2 separate regions of the Mus musculus genome follow, and region 1 is linked to region 2. Evidence: chromatin contacts called from public Micro-C data. All regions are on one chromosome and are shown on one strand. Each heading gives the region's core, a stretch centred on a gene start, on an enhancer-like site or on the middle of the called end of the contact. The rest is flanking DNA. Distances are from core to core; before and after follow the strand shown. Region 1 has its middle 120 kb from the start of Gm34799. Region 2 has its middle 46 kb from the start of 4930452A19Rik.

The links. Hi-C and Micro-C count contacts between places; a contact is called where the count stands out from the background.
Region 1: a Micro-C map of muscle stem cells shows a contact between it and region 2, with 4 times the contacts expected there. The contact joins two enhancer-like sites. A contact is called at or near these places in 4 of 484 Hi-C or Micro-C datasets (the C2C12 cell line, muscle stem cells and myocytes).

The regions. Positions count from the first base shown.
Region 1 is chr17:10,024,134-10,026,982 of GRCm38.p6, reverse strand. No RefSeq gene overlaps it. Among named protein-coding and RNA genes, the nearest start is that of Gm34799, 120 kb to the right of the region's middle. Within about 2 kb of position 1,477, at least 15 of the 459 cell types and tissues checked have an H3K27ac peak or open chromatin away from gene starts, as enhancers often do. A contact at or near this core is called in the C2C12 cell line, muscle stem cells and myocytes, where this site is marked.
Region 2 is chr17:9,820,194-9,823,106 of GRCm38.p6, reverse strand. No RefSeq gene overlaps it. Among named protein-coding and RNA genes, the nearest start is that of 4930452A19Rik, 46 kb to the right of the region's middle. Within about 2 kb of position 1,551, at least 22 of the 459 cell types and tissues checked have an H3K27ac peak or open chromatin away from gene starts, as enhancers often do. A contact at or near this core is called in the C2C12 cell line, muscle stem cells and myocytes, where this site is marked.

The DNA of each region.
Region 1 (2,849 bases), core at 228-2,727, 200 kb before region 2:
CTGCTCTCCTGTCTCATGTCCATAGCAGGTGGGTTTGAGCTAGGACATGTGGTAGCAAGTGTTTCCAGTTCAGTTGAAGGGAGAAGAGAATCCTGCATAGCAACAACTGGCCTGGGAGCACTTACTCACTCTCAGACTAAGGTCCTATGTCCATTCAACTGCAGTATGAACACTTTTCTTCTGATCACCACTGATGGCATTAGAAGTTCCTTGGGCCTCTCGACCCTCTTGTTCCCTCTTTTGGACATGTTGTGGTTGACTTTCTTTTGTTTTTCAGGACATGGGAGTGACTCAGTGCCTAGAAATTCCTTTTTTTTTTTTCATTCTTTTCCCAACATATTGTTTTTATTGATTAGATGGGAATTTCATATTATCTTCCCCTATCATACTCACTTCCCAGTCCTCCAAGGTCTGTCCTCCACCCTGTTAACTCCCTCACCAGAAGAAGAAGGAGGAGGAGGAAGAAGAGGAGGAGGAGAGAAGAAGAAGGTCATCCAATTTGTGTTACCCATATACTCACTGGAGCATGGTCAAGCTCCCAGTGGCCAGCCCCTTAAAGAAAGCTGAGTCCTTCCCCCACCCACTCCCCTATCAAAAGCCATCAATTTCAGAGATCTACACTTTGGTACTCTTATCACAATTTGTACTAGTTCTCTTCCATGGCTTCCTGTCTAGGCTGTTACTTTTGGGTGGTCCCCTTGTTATCAATGTAACCATTAGAGACCTTTAGAGAGCCAGTGGCAACAGTTGAAAGATAATACCTTTAAAGACTCTGAATAAAAACAACAACAACAACAACAACCCAGAATTTCTCTAGAGAAACATCAATTTATATCACTACATGGTTCTTGTGAAATTAAACTTGAGCCAGTGTCACCAGCTCAGAGGTTTCCCCAAGGAGCTCATTTTGCTGAACTGGCATTCTCTTCAGGAGAGATGCGGTCCCCTATTGGACCATTCCCCTCTTTGAAGGTCACCTATAATTACCAGGCCTCAAACAAACAAGAACCTCTCTCCCTTTGTGCTGAAGTAGCTGTTGATCCCAAACGCTTGTATGACATCCTATACATTGCTCTTTCCCATGTACAGAACTGGCCACCCTGTTCCTTTGTTTTTCAAAGAGGAGTATTTGCAATTTACAGTGTACTCAGCTGCTGTGTGGATACTGAGGTAGGAGAAAACCTGGCGCTTGCTGAACTCCTTTAGAACCTGAGAGAAACACCAACTTGGGCTAGCATGATGTTTTCCTATTGAATTTAACCTTTCTGCTTGGATGAGGAAGCAGTTTTGCAAAGTCTGTTCAGACTCGGGCTCTCTGCTCTCACAGCTATAGGGAGGCAGATAGCCTGGTGTGGATCTCTGTCTCATAGAAGGTTTTGTTTTTTTAATAGCACACATATGAGAATTACACCGAGGGCCTGTGGGGTTTTGGGTACGGACAGCTGCGAGGAAGCTGATATCCTCTGGGCCGAGACTCATGCAGGTCCTGGGCTGACAGCTGCCTGGTGCCTCTGTCTCTAACAGCACAGTGATTCCAGCCATCCTGGTCTTGTGCTCTGGAAAATGTGGGGCACACAGAACAAATACTTCTTTGGGGGAACAACTGCCTTGAAAGAATAGATGGTTCCACACCCCAGCTGTGAGGGCCATTTGTGTGAAAAGCTCCACACTAGGGTGAGGGGCAGAACAGCTGTTGCCACAGCTTAGATTTCCAACCAGAGCAAATTGTTGGCTCCATGGCGGAATCTGGTTATGTGGACATTTCAGCTGTTGACTTCCATAAGGAATGGCTTAGGATGCCAACTTCAGAGTCTCTCTTTCTCTGTCTCTCTGTCTCTCTCTCTCATGTGTGTGTGTACATGTGCAAATGCACCTGAGTGTGGAGGCTGGAGCATAGCATTGGTTGGTTTCTCAGTCGTTTTTTCTACCAGCTTATTGCTATGCTAAGACAGTGTTTCTCACTGAACCTGGAGTTGGATAGACTGGCCAGCAAGCTCCAGGATGCTGGTATCTCTTCTTTCCCAGTACTGAGGTTCTCCATGACCACCGTTAAGGTGTGTTCTCTTAGGTGGGTGCCAGGGATAGAACACAGCTCCTTATGCTTATGTGGCAAACGCTTTCCCAAGTGAGCCATCTGCACACTCCCCAGAGTCTCTTTTCAGTACGGATTATAAACACAGACCTTGTCGGTGACAATTTAGTCCCACCTGAGGTGCCAGGGTGCCATTTTCATATTGTTGCTAGTTCCAGAGTCCACAAGGTCAATGCCTCCAGTCTCCTGTGTCTAGCCAATTACTATCCCTGGGTGGGGATCCAATACTGAGCAGTGATAGTTTCTACATATGGGTTTTGTTAAAGGAAAGAATAATGATCTATATCAGAAACAGGTTCTTGAGGGGATGGAGTCAGGGCCTTGTTAGTTGCCTGGGCTGGTGCCTAGTTTGTGGGCTCAAGTGGTCCTCTTGTTCCAGTCTCTTCAGTAGCTGGGTTGGCAGGCATGCACCCAGACAGCTGTTTCTTAGAGATCAGTGTCAGATGTGAAGGTGACTTTGTGAAGTCAGATGAATAAAGAAGGCATTGTCTCCTCTGCTTTGAGAAACTGTGTAAGGATATGAAGAATAGGGTACATGAAAGCACACACACATGTATACACACACATGCATATATGCACATACAGATATCCAGACATATACATGAACACATATGCCCACAAACATATACACATGCACTTTTACATACACAGTCCATCCATGTGCATGAACACACATGTGCATACACAAACGCCCACATATACACATACATACACACACCATAGGCCCCAAATACTCCCTACATGTGCACATATACAA
Region 2 (2,913 bases), core at 302-2,801:
TAAATAGGTAAATCTGGTTGAAGAATTTGTGGTGAATGGCTCATGAAGTAACATTTCCAAAGACACTGAGATGTCAAGATAAGAAAATGTGATGAAAAGGGGGACAACTATAAAAGAAACCGTGAGAGGATTATCTTTGTGTCCTGGAATATACTGTGAGCCCATGACAGGAGATAATATATGTAGCATAAAGAGAGGTATGCTGCCTCCACGGCCTCTGTGTGTGAACTCAGAGCTTGGCTCAGCAGCAGGTGGACACAAGTTCACTCTTCAGATGAAATAATATTAGCATGCTTTCCACAAGAAGTTACTGAGCTACGCCTCGGGAGAATGATTCTGAGTATGTTCTGAGTGAACAGGTACCGTTCCACATTCTCCACGTAGCCCAGGATGGTCTCTGAGATACAGTTCTTGAGACTCTATTCTTGACTCTAATTCCATGCAGTCTTTTCAAAGACAAATATAAGAGATGTGAAGTAAATCTTCCTAGTTCACATTGGAGTGAGTGGAGGAAAGAGCAAAGAGTGGCCTGGGAGGTTATGTTGCTGAGAGTGCGGGCAGTGATATATGGCTGGGGCAGACCGCTTAGTGGTGTTCAGTAATGATACAGCTGTGGTAAAAGAAATAAGGGTAGATATGTCGAGCTATGTTCCTCTGTCTTACTGCGAGTGAACTTTACTGAGAAGAATCCATCATTGAAGATAACCTGACATCTATAGTAATCTCATATTAAGCCCAGAAATGCAGAGCCAAATTGACAAGCCTATTTGTTAGTCACACTGTAATTTTATTCAACAACACAATCTTTCTTTGTAACCAACAGTGAGAGTTTGAGGCTTGTATTCACTTGAGTGTTAAAAAGTGAAGCCATGTTTTAATTTTTTCTTCTCTGTCCTACCTCCGTGATTTTAATTTCTAGATTTCTGTTTCTCCAAATACACTGCCTAAGACACCCCCATTAGAATGTATTGCTTAGAAATTCAGACTTTGCCCACTTAGCACATATGAGGTCCTGGGTCTAATACTTAGCACTGAAAAATTGAAAAGCACAAAGGTTTGTGGAAATAGTCAGTTGGTAAAGTACTTGCCACAGAGTCATGAGTAGCAGAGCTAGATCCAGAAACCCACGTAAAAGTAGCTAGCCACATGGTGCTTACTTAAGTCCTGGCACGAAGGAGGTGGAGACAGGCAGATCCCTGGAGCTTGCTGGCTAGCCACCTTAGCCTACTTGGTTAATAACTGGTCTGTACAATTATCTAAAGTCTGATAAGATAATAGTGTTCCCTCCCATCCATTGGCTATGGAGATATTTACCTGTAAATTCTACATCTAAGGTAGCTATATTCAGATCTGTGTCAGCATACGAGGTTCAAAGTCAGAGATTCTCATCTCATCCAAAATGGTTCTGTAAATTTCCTTACATCTGTGTGGCAATCCCCATGCTTGCACTTTTATGTCATGATCTCTTTCTGACAAGTTTTGCTGTCTGTGTGGTGGAAGCTTCTGTCTTGGCGGTCAGGGTGGAGAACAAATGACATTCCTTTGCAGTGACAGACCTTCTGGGCAGAATGGGCAGACAACCACACCCATGTGCCCTGGTATTCTGGTCCATGGCCGTGCAAAGACCGCTCCTCTCCCTGGCAGTGGTAACTGCTGCTGTTGTAACTGCCAGCTGCCTCATTAACCTGGGCCTAGAACTTGATTTGTCCACCCATTCCAGAAAGCCCCAAGGTACTTGCTCTTGTACAGTCCAAGTCAAAGCGTGCACATGTTCTGTTGGCAGTTCCTATGACTTAATTCTTGACAGGTGTAGGCAAGACTGAAATGTGACTACATGCATGCCTCTGTCCCCGCTGTTTTATCTTGTCTCAAAATCAAAGTTTAAAGACAGGCTTATTTCAGGATGAGATGGAAGAGCATAGGATGAAGCCTAGGATTCTGAGACAGTGCTGTCACTGCATATTCACAGAGCCAGAAACATTGCCTCAAAGGCCCAAGTAATCTCAGTTCTTTCAGAAATGTATTGCTTATAATGTAGGTGGAGAACATGGAGACAGGAGATATCTGTGGATGGGTTTAGATGAGAGATTATAAGGATTGCATGGAGGGAGCCACTTATATGTTTTGTTTGGACCCATTGCCCATCGGGCACAGGCTTGTACTTACACAGATTTATATAGACCACAATCATAAGGTGTGAACCACACCTTTCTCCTAGAGTTTCTACAACCAGTTAGACATTAGAGTTATAAATCAGGATGTGGTTGTGTGTGCCAGAAACACAAGAGAACAAAACAGGAGGTACGCTGTGATGTACCTTGGATTACATAGCAAGATCATATGTCCACCCCAAAAGCCAAGATAAAAATAAAAGAAACCAAAAATAAAATAGTCATATGTGATGTCTGAGCTCAGAAATTCTCAAACATTTTAGCTTCCCTCCAAAGTTCTTAATTTGCTTTTGTCTAATCTACAAGCAGTGACCTCAGCTTTATAGTAGAGATTGAATTCAATTTGCTTCTCACAGAAATAGCATCCTTTCTACTTCTCTATCCATAGATTTCCTTAATTTTTATTTAGTTACAAATTTAATTACTATGAACAGGCTTAAAAACAAAGGCCATCTAGCCATAGGTCAGTATTCCAACTGGAGAGAACATTTCAGAATTCAAATTGCCACAGCAGAGAGTCAACACTTTTTACCATGGACGTCAAAATACTAGTTTCTCCTGACTCTGTTGAATGGAAGTTGATAAACAGTTCCATTATTGAGGTCTGGTTACTACTGAAAAAAAAAAAATATAGGGCATGCATGTTTTTCTTCCAAGGTGATTTTTTTTTTTTTTTTTTTTTTTTTTTTTAAGGAACGGCTCAATACCATTCCCAAGTGGTAATTTTGCCCACACTGAAAGA